Linked DNA regions of Sus scrofa: region 1 is linked to region 2. Evidence: chromatin contacts called from public HiChIP or PLAC-seq data. All regions are on one chromosome and are shown on one strand. Each heading gives the region's core, a stretch centred on a gene start, on an enhancer-like site or on the middle of the called end of the contact. The rest is flanking DNA. Distances are from core to core; before and after follow the strand shown. Region 1 overlaps RFT1 (protein RFT1 homolog). Region 2 overlaps LOC100153598 (store-operated calcium entry regulator STIMATE).

What was found. HiChIP or PLAC-seq counts read pairs in DNA pulled down with a chosen protein or histone mark.
Region 1: a contact with region 2 is called in an H3K27ac HiChIP or PLAC-seq map of alveolar macrophages. The contact joins two enhancer-like sites. A contact is called at or near these places in 5 of 47 Hi-C or Micro-C datasets (alveolar macrophages, embryonic fibroblasts, liver and 1 more) and 1 of 2 datasets of contacts at active chromatin or transcription factors (alveolar macrophages).

The regions. Positions count from the first base shown.
Region 1 is chr13:35,201,917-35,207,195 of Sscrofa11.1, forward strand. The region is part of intron 13 of RFT1 (protein RFT1 homolog); the gene reads right to left. Among named protein-coding and RNA genes, the nearest start is that of SFMBT1, 23 kb to the left of the region's middle. Within about 2 kb of position 2,400, at least 15 of the 83 cell types and tissues checked have an H3K27ac peak or open chromatin away from gene starts, as enhancers often do. A contact at or near this core is called in alveolar macrophages and skeletal muscle, where this site is marked.
Region 2 is chr13:34,986,485-34,992,251 of Sscrofa11.1, forward strand. The region is part of intron 1 of LOC100153598 (store-operated calcium entry regulator STIMATE); the gene reads right to left. Among named protein-coding and RNA genes, the nearest start is that of ITIH4, 45 kb to the left of the region's middle. Within about 2 kb of position 4,392, at least 8 of the 83 cell types and tissues checked have an H3K27ac peak or open chromatin away from gene starts, as enhancers often do. A contact at or near this core is called in alveolar macrophages and skeletal muscle, where this site is marked.

The DNA.
Region 1 (5,279 bases), core at 1,150-3,649, 210 kb after region 2:
CCAGCCCAGCCATAAACAGCCCTGATGGGGTCAGTGTGGGTGAGGGTGGGGCTAGGTGAGACTTGGCTAGGGAGGCAGGGGGATGGATAGCATTGGGAGAGCTCTGCTCCAGGATGAGGAGCAGAAGGGAAAGTGGGCAAGGAGGCAGGTATACAGGATGTGTAGGAAGCCTTGCTATGGGTTGTGTTTTCTGAGGCTTTCAGGGCTGCATTTGCCTGTCCTACCTCTGCTCCTCTTCCATCCTTCCTGGGCCATGCAAGATGGGCTAGTGACATATGAGGAAACCAAGGCACAGAGAACAAGATCTCCTGCCCATGGTCACGAAGTGCTGCAGTGGCCAAAGTTAGCCACCTTCCCACTCCTTAGTGGTGTCACCAAGAATTTTTCATTGTAATGCAACATAATTTTTGGCCAGATTTATTTCTCCCAAATATTTCTATTTGTGCTAATGCCTGTGCTAAACAATTACCTTAAATTCTCTAAGATGAGATAAAGACTAAGGCAGGGGAGGAATTTGTGAGAAAAAGTTATGTAAGGTCAGGGAGAGGCCTAAAACATTCAAATCCTGTGGATTTCAAACTAGTATTTTTTTTTTTTTTTAAGAATCCTTCTTTCAAGCAAACTTTTTTTTTTTTTTTTTTTTTGCTTTTTAGGGTTGCACCTGTGGCATATGGAGGTTCCCAGACTAGGGGTCCAATCAGAGCTACAGCTGCCAGCCTAGGCCACAGCCACAGCAATTCAGCATTCAAGCCATGTCTGCAACCTACACCATAGCTCACAGCAATGCCAGATCCTTAACCTACTGAGCAAGGACAGGGATTGAACCCGCAACCTCATGGTTCCCAGTCGGATTCATTTCTGCTGTACCACGACAGGAACTTCTAAGCAAACTCTTAAACTAACTCTCAATTTTCTTTTCTTTCTTTTGTCTTTTTAAGGCCACACCCATGGCATATGGAAGTTCCCAGGCTAGGGTTTGAATTGGAGTTACAGCTACCAGCCTATGCCACAGCCACAGCAATGTGTGATCCAAGCCATGTTTTCAACCTATACCACCGCTCTTGGCAACGCCAGATCCTTAACCCACTGAGGAAGGCCAGGTATTGAACCCACATCCTCATGGATACTAGGCAGGTTCATTACTGTTGAGCCATATTGGGAACTCTGCCCCCAATTTTCAAGACAGATAAGAAGGGTACTGCAGTAGGAGTTGGATGGCTCCTTTGAGTCCTTAGGCTCAGTGTTTACAGCACAAATCAAATTTGGCCCCTTGATAACAGAGGAACGGAGTCCAGAGGTAGGTGGCACCTGCATGCGCTCAGTGTGCCACACCTGGTAGAGTGAGGGAGACTTGATCAAGATCACCCAGTGAGGTAGAAAGGGGCATCCAGGCTGGGGTGTATGCACGTATGCAACACCATGGGCCGCTTAGAAGGCAAACCCTGCTTGTGTATCTCAGAAGGCAGATGTGGACACGAGAGGATTTCCCCAGTGGTAGTGCAGATGGAAAGAACGCCGCAGGAAGGACAAGGCTGGGGTCCTTCTCCACCAGAGCATGGCTTGGCCCCGTGGTGGCAGGTTTGCTGCAGGAGAGCTAAGAGGAGACGAGGACAGGCAGCCAGTGTGCTTGGGCATCATGCCATCAGCCCTGCATGATGTCACTCTCCAGTTACGAAAGAGAAAAAAAAAAAAAATGCAAGTAGCTCTGTCCTTTCTATTGACCCCGACAGCCTGACATCTGCACACCTGCAAGAGCATTTTCTCGTCATGGAAGAGACACAACTTAGGGATCTCACAAGCCACGAGAGAAAGAAAGGAATCTTCGGCTCTAGCTCAGGAACATAAAAATGCACTGTACTAGTCTGGTTTGTTCATAAAATTGTTGTGTTGAGGCCCTAGGGGAAACAAAAAGGAAAGCTATTTCAGCAACATTCCCTAATTTGGTTGGGATTATGTGTGGAGGAAACATTCCTGTTTTCCTCATGGCTACAGTGTTTCGGTTCTCCTGGGTCTTCGTGCTTCTCCCTGCTTGGCTGTGCCAGGCTCTGATGGCGGCCAGACGAGAGTGCGCCTTGAGAACAGGGAGGCTGGAACTAGCCAACGCTGGGGTTCGCAAGGTGCACCTATTGAAAGGACCGGGCTCCTGTGTCACTCAGAGTCATCTTATAACACCCTTCTGAAAGACACCCTGATGCTGGTTCCCCTGGTGTCACCTTTTGTAATTTTCAATAGGAAGTGCCAAGAAGTGAGTGAGGAGCCACAGTGAGTCATGCTTTCATTTCAGACCCCCTTCTCTCCTGCTGACATGGCTGCGTGGAAGCCGCACACTATTAGTTCCACATAATTGAAAAGTGTGTCAGGATCTCTCAGACAGGAACCCGAAACATGCTGCTCAGTTGTCACCTCCAACGTGACTAATGTGGTTGTGTCTTAATTAGTCACTGCTCGCTGTGCTGACAGCATCAGAGCCCTGTTCCAAGGCCCCAGTTTGTGGTGCAGATGAGAGTAAATGACCAAGAGCTGCCAGATTTCCAGGTCCCTTTCCCACTGAGTGCTCTGAGCCCTGGTGGCTTCTGCCAAATGCATTGGTCAGACCAGGACAACATGGTTACAGTAAAGTCAACAGGGTCGTAACTTTGGGACACATCTGGGAGCAAGGGAGGTAATGAGACAAGTAAATGGTGGACCAGAACATTCTTTCATGAGTCAGCTGTTACATCAGAGGCCATCATGCAGCCCCTCCAGAGCTGAAGGGACAACTGTGGATGAACCATACCACCCTGGCCAGCCCCTGCCAAGTGAGAGCTGACTGAACTGGGTGCTTACCTGCCCTGAGGGTGGCCCATCCACTGGCTCACTTATGACCCATGACCCACAGTAGCTGCCCTTTGAAGATAACCTGTGCCGGGTCCATTTCTCCTCAGGGGCTCTGCTTTAGAACAGAGCTTAAAGCAGAGAGGAGAGATTGTGGGAAGAAGATAAAGGTGGTGAAAGAGATGATTTCATCAATGTGAGAAGCTGGACCTCTACCCTGAGAGCAGCATTTGGTTCTGGGACTCCTTCTCTCATGCCCACCAGCCTGACTGCCCACCGCCTGGGCCCCATTGTGAAGCCAGGAGGAGCTGCCCGGAGCGCCCGGCACCTGCCAGCCTCACGGGGCAGCACCCCTCTGGCTTCTCAAGCCCCCAAGGCCCTTTGTTCACTCACCTCAAGGCACAGCATCCAGGGCACTCCAACTCTTTAGGAACCTACAGAAATGACTGAGAAGGAAATAAATTGACTGGCTCCAAAACAGTAAGCTTTAAAACTGATGTTTGAATGTCTGCAGAGCCTAACACCATGCCGATTAGCCAACCACAGCTCTTACATACTTCCACACTTGCTATGTTCAGTGTGAGACACAGTGCACTGTGATCAGGTTGACAAGCTGTGGGGAGGGGTCTCTATGCATATGATGCAGCCTGGACAGAGCTCTGGGTGCACCTACTCTGGTGAGCACCCAGTTTGTGTGGGAAAGATCTGACTCCCTATTGCTCACCTTACACACTTTCCCACTGAACCACACTGCCCCAGAAGGATGGAATAGCGAACAGGCCAGAAGCTGACTGCACTTTGGGATGGGGCACCCCACAACTTCTGCTAATTAATCTGGAGGATAATTAAAGAGTATTTATAATATTTCCATCATTAGGCCCCTAAAGGAGCCCATTTTCCCAAATTCAATCTGATACACCCAGATGGTTCTGGTTAAGAAGGAATGACACAGGAGTTCCTGTTGTGGCGCAGTGGTTAACGAATCTGACTAGGAACCATGAGGTTGCGGGTTCGGTCCCTGCCCTTGCTCAGTGGGTTAATGATCTGGCGTTGCCGTGAGCTGTGGTGTAGGTTGCAGACGCGGCTCGGATCCCGCGTTGCTGTGGCTCTGGCATAGGCCGGTGGCTACAGCTCTGATTTGACCCCTAGCCTGGGAACCTCCATATGCCGCGGGAGCGGCCCAAGAAATAGCAACAACAACAACAACAACAATAACAAAGACAAAAAAAAAAAAAAAGAGAGACCAAAAAAAAGAAGGAATGACACAGAGTACAGGGTCTGACTCGGCCATGGAAATTGGGGTTGGGTCAATGACACATATTAGGGATGTTTCTTTCCCTCCCACAGACTCTTCAAATAAAACATCCTTGCTACCCTTGAAAGGTATTTAACAGATGAAATATTTTGAACATGGAGAGATAATTCACTCAGGTACAGTAAATAACAGTAAAACAAACCATTTTCCACCCGCATGTGATTGGCTCAGGAGTCTTATTTCCATATTAAACAGAAGAAGCAAGCACCTGATTAAGATATAAAGATGCAGGGGTGCCCTGCACTCCCTAAAAACCACACATCTAAAATCATGTGCTTGCCCCTCCCTGCCCTAATATTAGTCCTGACCTGCCAAAGAATGGCTGCTTATTTTAAAAACACGATCAAGACAAGGACAGGTGGGACAGAGAAGGCAGGAGAGAGAAAAGTGCTATCAACAATGGGAAATACTGCTTCAGGTGAAAGGAAAGAGCAACGAATGAACTGCCAGGCCTGCAGTTCTGGACACAGAAGGCTGCATCGCAGAAGCCAGGAAGCCAACCCCTCTTTCAAAGTCAGAATCACTGTCTGGTCACATCAATGTATAGAGAACCTTTCTTTTTTTGCTTTTTAGGGCCGCACCTGCAGCATATAGAGGTTCCCAGGCTAGGGGTCAAATAGGAGCTGTAGCCACAGCAACGCCAGATCTGAGCCACATCTGCAGCCCATACCACAGCTCACAGCAATGCCGGATCCTTAATCCACTGAGCAAGGCCAGGGATTGAACCTGTGTCCTCATGGATGCTAGTCAGATTCATTAATTGATGAGCCATGATGGGAACTCATTTTTTTTTTTTTTAAATGTACAGAGGAGTTCCTGTCGTGGCTCAGTAGTTAACGAATCCGACTAGGAACCATGAGGTTGTGGGTTCGATCCCTGGCCTCTCTCAGTGGGTTAAGGATCCAGTGTTGTTGTGAGCTGTGGTGTAGGTCACAGACACAGCTCAGATCCCAGGTTGCTGTGGCTGTGGTGTAGGCCGGCAGCTACAGCTCCGATTTGACCCCCTAGCCTGGGAACTTCCACATGCCATGGGTATGGCCCTAGAAAAAGACCAAAAACATTTTTTAAATGTACAGAGAACGTTTTTTTTTCTTTTTGACTTTTTGCCTTTTCTAGGGCTGCTCCTGTGGCATATGGAGATTCCCAGGCC
Region 2 (5,767 bases), core at 3,142-5,641:
TGGATTATTATTTGGCCTGGGGGTTCTCAGTGCTGATGGGTGCTGCCAGATTTTTCCAAAATGGCCACCTCTAGAGGAACACATGCTGCTCAATATTCCCAAGACCTTTGCCTCCAATGTTCTTCCCCCACAACGAAACAGTCACCCCGTTTTCCCAAGAGATCCTCCAAGAACTGCAGTAAGGTATGACCCATATTCTTATGGAGTCTCTGCTTTGCCCTAGGTCTCTGTGCCTCTCAAGAATGGGGTCTCTGTTTCCCCCAGTCCTGTGGAGCTCCTGTGCACAAGCCCCACTGGCCTTAAGTGCCAAATACTCTGAGGGCTCCTTCTTCCAACGCCAGATTCCCAGGCATGGGGCTCAGAAGTCTCACTCCCGTAGGTAAGTCTCGGTGATACAGTTACTTTCCAGTCTGTGGGATGCCCACCCAGTGGGAATGTGGTTGCTTATATTGCATAATCTCCCCTCCTACTGTCTTGATATGGCCTCCTCTTTGACTTTGTCTTCTGGAGTAGGACAGCTTTTTTGATAGTCTGCAGTCTATTTGGTTGAAGTTTGTTCAGCAACTGGTTTTAACTTTGTTCCTTTTATGACAGAAGGTGAGCTCCAATCCTTCTACTTCACCATCTTAATTCCATCTCTAAAATACCTTTTAAAATTACACACCCGAAAATTAAATACCTAGGAATAAACCTGACCAAGGAGATGAAAGACTTACATGCTGAGAATTATAAAACACTAATCAAAGAAATTAAAGAGGATTCAAAGAAATGGAAAGATATTCCATGCTCCTGGGTTGGAAGGATTAATATTGTAAAAATGGCCATACTACCCAAAGCAATCTACAGATTCAATGTGATCCCTATCAAATTACCCATGACATTTTTCATAGAACTAGAACAAAACATCCAAAAATGTATATGGAATGATAAAAGACCCAGAATTTCCAAAGTAATCCTGAGGGACAAAAGCAAGCAGGAGGCATAACTCTCCCAGACTTCAAACAATATTACAAAGCTACAGTAATAAAGACAGTGTGGTGTTGGTATAGAAACAGGCATACAGACCAATGGAATAGAATAGAGAACCCAGAAATAAACCCAGACACCTATGGTCAGTTAATCCGTGACAAAGGAGGCAAGAACATAAAATGGGAATAAGACAGTCTCTTCATCAAGTGATGCTGGCAAAACTGGATAGCTGCATGTACATCAATAAAACTAGAACACACCCTCACACCATACACAAAAATAAACTCAAAATAGTTTAAAGACTTAAACATAAGACAAAACACCATAAAACTCCCAGAAGAGAATGGAGGCAAAAATTCTGACATCAATTGTACAAATGTTTGCTTAGGTCAGTCTCCTGAAGCTATAGAAATAAAAACAAAAACAAACCAATTGGACCTCATCAAAATTACAAGCTTTTGCACAGCAAAGGAAATCATAAAATAAAAAAGACAAAAAAGTGCAATGGGAGAAAATAGTTGCAAATGACGCAACGGACAGGGCTTAAACTCCAAAATATACAAACAACTCATACAACAGTGAAAAAACAAACAACCCAATTGAAAAATGGGCAGAAGACCTAAATAGATTTTTCTCCAAAGAAGACAAAAAGATGGCCAACAGGCATGTGAAAAAATGCTCAACATCACTAATTATTAGAGGAATGCAAATCTCTACAATGAGGTACCACCTCACACTGGTCAGAATGGCTATCATTAGCAAGTCTACAAATAACAAATGCTGAAGAGGGTGTGGAGAAAAGGGAACCCTGCTACACTGTTGGTGGGAATGTAAACTGGTACAACCACTATGGAAAACAGTATGAAGGTTCATCAGAAAACTAAATATAGAACTACCATATGACCCAGCAATCCCATTCCTGGGCATATATCCAGACAAAGCCTACAATGAAAATGATACATGCACCCATATATTCACTGCAGCACTATTCACAATAGCCAAGACATGGCAACAAACTAAATGTCCACCCACAGATGAATGGATTAAGAAGATGTGGTACATATACACAATGGAATACTACTCAGCCATAAAAAAGAATAAAATAATGCCATTTGCGGCAACGTGGATGGAACTAGAGACTCACATACTAAGTGAAGTAAGTTGGAAGGAGAAGACAAATACCATATGATATTACTTGTATCTGGACTTGAATATATGGCACAAATGAATCTATTTACTGAAAAGAGACAAACTCACGGACATGGAGAACAGGGGAGGGGGTTAGAGATGCAAACTATTACATTTGGAATGAAAAAGCAATGAAATTCTGCTGTACATTCCAAGGAACTATAGCTGATCACAAGACAGCACAAGATGGAGGATAATGTGAAAAAAAGAATGTATGTGTATACACATACACACACACACACAACTGAGTCACTTTGCTGTATAGCAGAAATTGACAGAACATTATAAGTCAACTATAATTCAAAAATTTTTTAAAAAAGAAAAACAAAAATAAACAAATGGGACCTAATTAAACTCAAAAGCTTTTGCACAACAAAGGAAACCATAAACAACATGAAAAGGCAACCCACATAATGGGGGAAAATATTTGTAAATGAAGCAACCGGCAAGGAATAATATCCAAAAATACACAAACAACTCAAGCAGTTCAATATCCTCCCCCCCAAAAAAAATAAAAAAATGGGCAGAAGACCTAAACAGATATTTCTTCAAAGAAGGCATACAGATGGCCAAAAAGCACATGAAAAGATATCAACACTGCTAATTATCAGGGAAATTCAAATTAAAACTAAAATGAGATATCACCTCACACAGTCAGAGTGGCCATTACCAAAAATCTACAAATAATAAATGTTGGAGAGGGTGCAGAGAAAAGGGAAACCTTCTGCGTGGTTGGTGGTAATGTAAACTGGTACAACCTCTGGAAAAACAACATGGAGGTTTCTCAAAAACTAAAAATAGAACTACCCTATGATCTAGCAATCCCACTCCTGGGCATATATCCAGAAAAAAACATAATTCAAAATGATACATGCACCCATGTTCATTACAACACTATTTGCAATAGCCAAGACATGCAAGCAACGTATATGTCCATCAGAGGACTGGAAAAAGAAGATGCGGTACATATTTATACACTAGACTACTACATAGCCATAAAAAAGAACAAAATAATGCCATTTGCAGCAACACAGATGGACCTAGAGATTATCATACTAAATGAAATCAGAGAAAGACAAACATCATTTGATATCACTTACATATGGAATCTAATTTTAAAAAGGTTATAAATGAACTTATTTACAAAACAGAATCAGACTCACAGACTTTGAAAACAAACTTACTGTTACCAAAGTGAACAGGTGGGGGGGGCACATTGAGGATTTGGGATTGGCATGTGTGCACTATTGTTTATGGGATGGATGGTCAACGGGGACCTGTCATATAGCACGGGAACTCTACCCAATGTTCTGGGATAACCTATACGTGAAAAGAATCTGAATAGGAACAGATATGTTTATGTGTATAACTGAATCATTTTGTTGTAGAGCAGAAATTTTCACAACATTGTAAATCAACTATACTTCAATAAAACTTTAAAAAATGAGAAAAAAGCATAACTGTTTTGGAATTAAACCACATAATTTGAGAGCCGTATGGTCCATGTTGGGCATAGCCTGAGAGAAGCAGAGTTAGAGGCACATTAGGGACAGTAAGAGGCTCCTGACTGATGGGTGAAGACAAAGAAGGGCTTGAGGCTGAATGATGACGGATAAACTGAGCTTCTATGGACGTGGTTATAGGAGGTAGCAGTCCCCTTTACACCTCTTTATCTGACAGCATTTCCCAAACCCCCCTGCTGCAGGTATAGCACAGGAGGAGGCTTGTGACTCCAGCAGGCTTCTTGGCAGAGAGCTTCTCTTTGCCATGAAAAGCCACAGACACAATTCAATTACAAAATAAAACATGAGGAATGTTCATATTCTTACAACTAAAGTGTAATCTTGAAGCTGGAAGGTGATCACAGACCACACAGCAGTCACTTTAGCGCCTGGCATTTCAGAAAATGATACAACAGAAGACACCCTGGATGCTGCTGCCTGGCAGGCTGCGGAAATCAGCGTCACAGGCTCCTTGTTGGACCGTAGGTCCCTGTGTAAGATCAGGGACCCTGGGATGTGAGCAGGTTTCTACCCCCGCCTCCTGGGGTGGGTGAGCTCCAGCAACCATGAACTCATGCTTTCTAGTTCATCCCTGGGGGAAAATACTCCCCTTCCAATGACTTGCAGCAAGAAAAAAACCCTTTAGTTCTGGAGGCTTCTGCCTAGTGAAGGCTGCTGACCTGGACACACCCCTGATGGCCTCATTTCTCAAGCTGTACTATGCACCAGTGCCTCATGAAACACAGCCTTCCTGTACAGGCTAACAGGCTGTCTACTAGGGCAAGGGCAAGCAGCTCCATCCCCAGATCCACAGCAAGCCAAGCAGCAAGCAACCCCCACCTGTGCCCGCTGGAGATTAGTTCATAAGCTGTGCAGTTTGGATTCTGAGTCAGAGCCAGAAGGGTCTTTGAGGGGCCAACTCCCTCAGTGTAAAGGGTGAGGAAAATGGTGGGGGGTAGAGGTGAATTCTTTCAGGATCACCAAGTACTTATTAGCAGTGAAGCTGGGATGAAATCTGAGTCACCTGATAGGCCTCTAACTGGCACCGGCTGGGCCAGTCACCTCAAACTACACCTCACTGGTTTTATGAACCCCTGACTCCAATCCCCAAAGGACAGCAACTCCTGAGGGGTAAGTAAATCCACCTTGACTGATCCACCTTGAACCAGCAGTCAAGGAGGAAAACAAGTGTTTTTGCACTTTCTGTAAATTGTAAATGATCATCCCAACAGCCAAGCCCCATTCCAAACCTCCCTAATGCCCCCTAGTGGTGTGAAAACCCCAGAGGTACTCAGTGTCTTCAAGTCAATTTGGGAAGTTTCAGGGAGATACCGAGGTGGCCTGCTGGCTGCCTCCCCAAACCCACGGGCCCCCATCTTCCTTACTAAGGCAGTCTCCCTTCAGGAGCCTGCCAACTCTGTTCACAGCCTTCCCTGCAACTGGTCTAGGATACGGCCTTCCGGTCTAGGACAGTTTTAAACCTAGGCTGGGCCAATTTTCAAAGAGAAATGAAGAGCCAGGAATTCCTGCTATGGTGAAAAACTGACTGGCAGTGTCTTCAGAGCACTAGGACGCAGGTTTGCTCCCTGGCCCAGTGCAGTGCGTTAAGGATCCAGCATTGCCCAAGTGTGGCTTAGGTCATGACTGTGGCTCCGATCTGATCCCTGGCCTGGTAACTCCATATGCTGTGGGGTGGCCAATAAAGGAAGGAAGGAAGGAAGAAATGAAGAGCCAGGTGATTCTTCTTTTATTTTTTGCTTTTTAGGGCTGCACTTTCGGCATATGGAAGTTCCCAGGCTAGGGGTCAAATGGGAGCTACAGCTGCTGGCCTAGACGGCAGGATCCGAGCTTCACCACAGCTCATGGCAACTCGGGATCCTTTAACCCACTGATGGAGGCCAGGGATTGAACCTGCATTCTCATGGATCCTAGTCAGGTTCGTTACCGCTGAATCATGACAGCAAGTCCCAAGCCAGGTAATTCTTACGGCAATGAACTAATAAAGGCAGTCCAGCTGGGAGTAGCTTAAAATCTAGTCCATGCTTTAATTAATAGTTTTATTATTTTAAGCAAGTCACTTAATTATTCTGGACCTAAGTGTCCTCAGT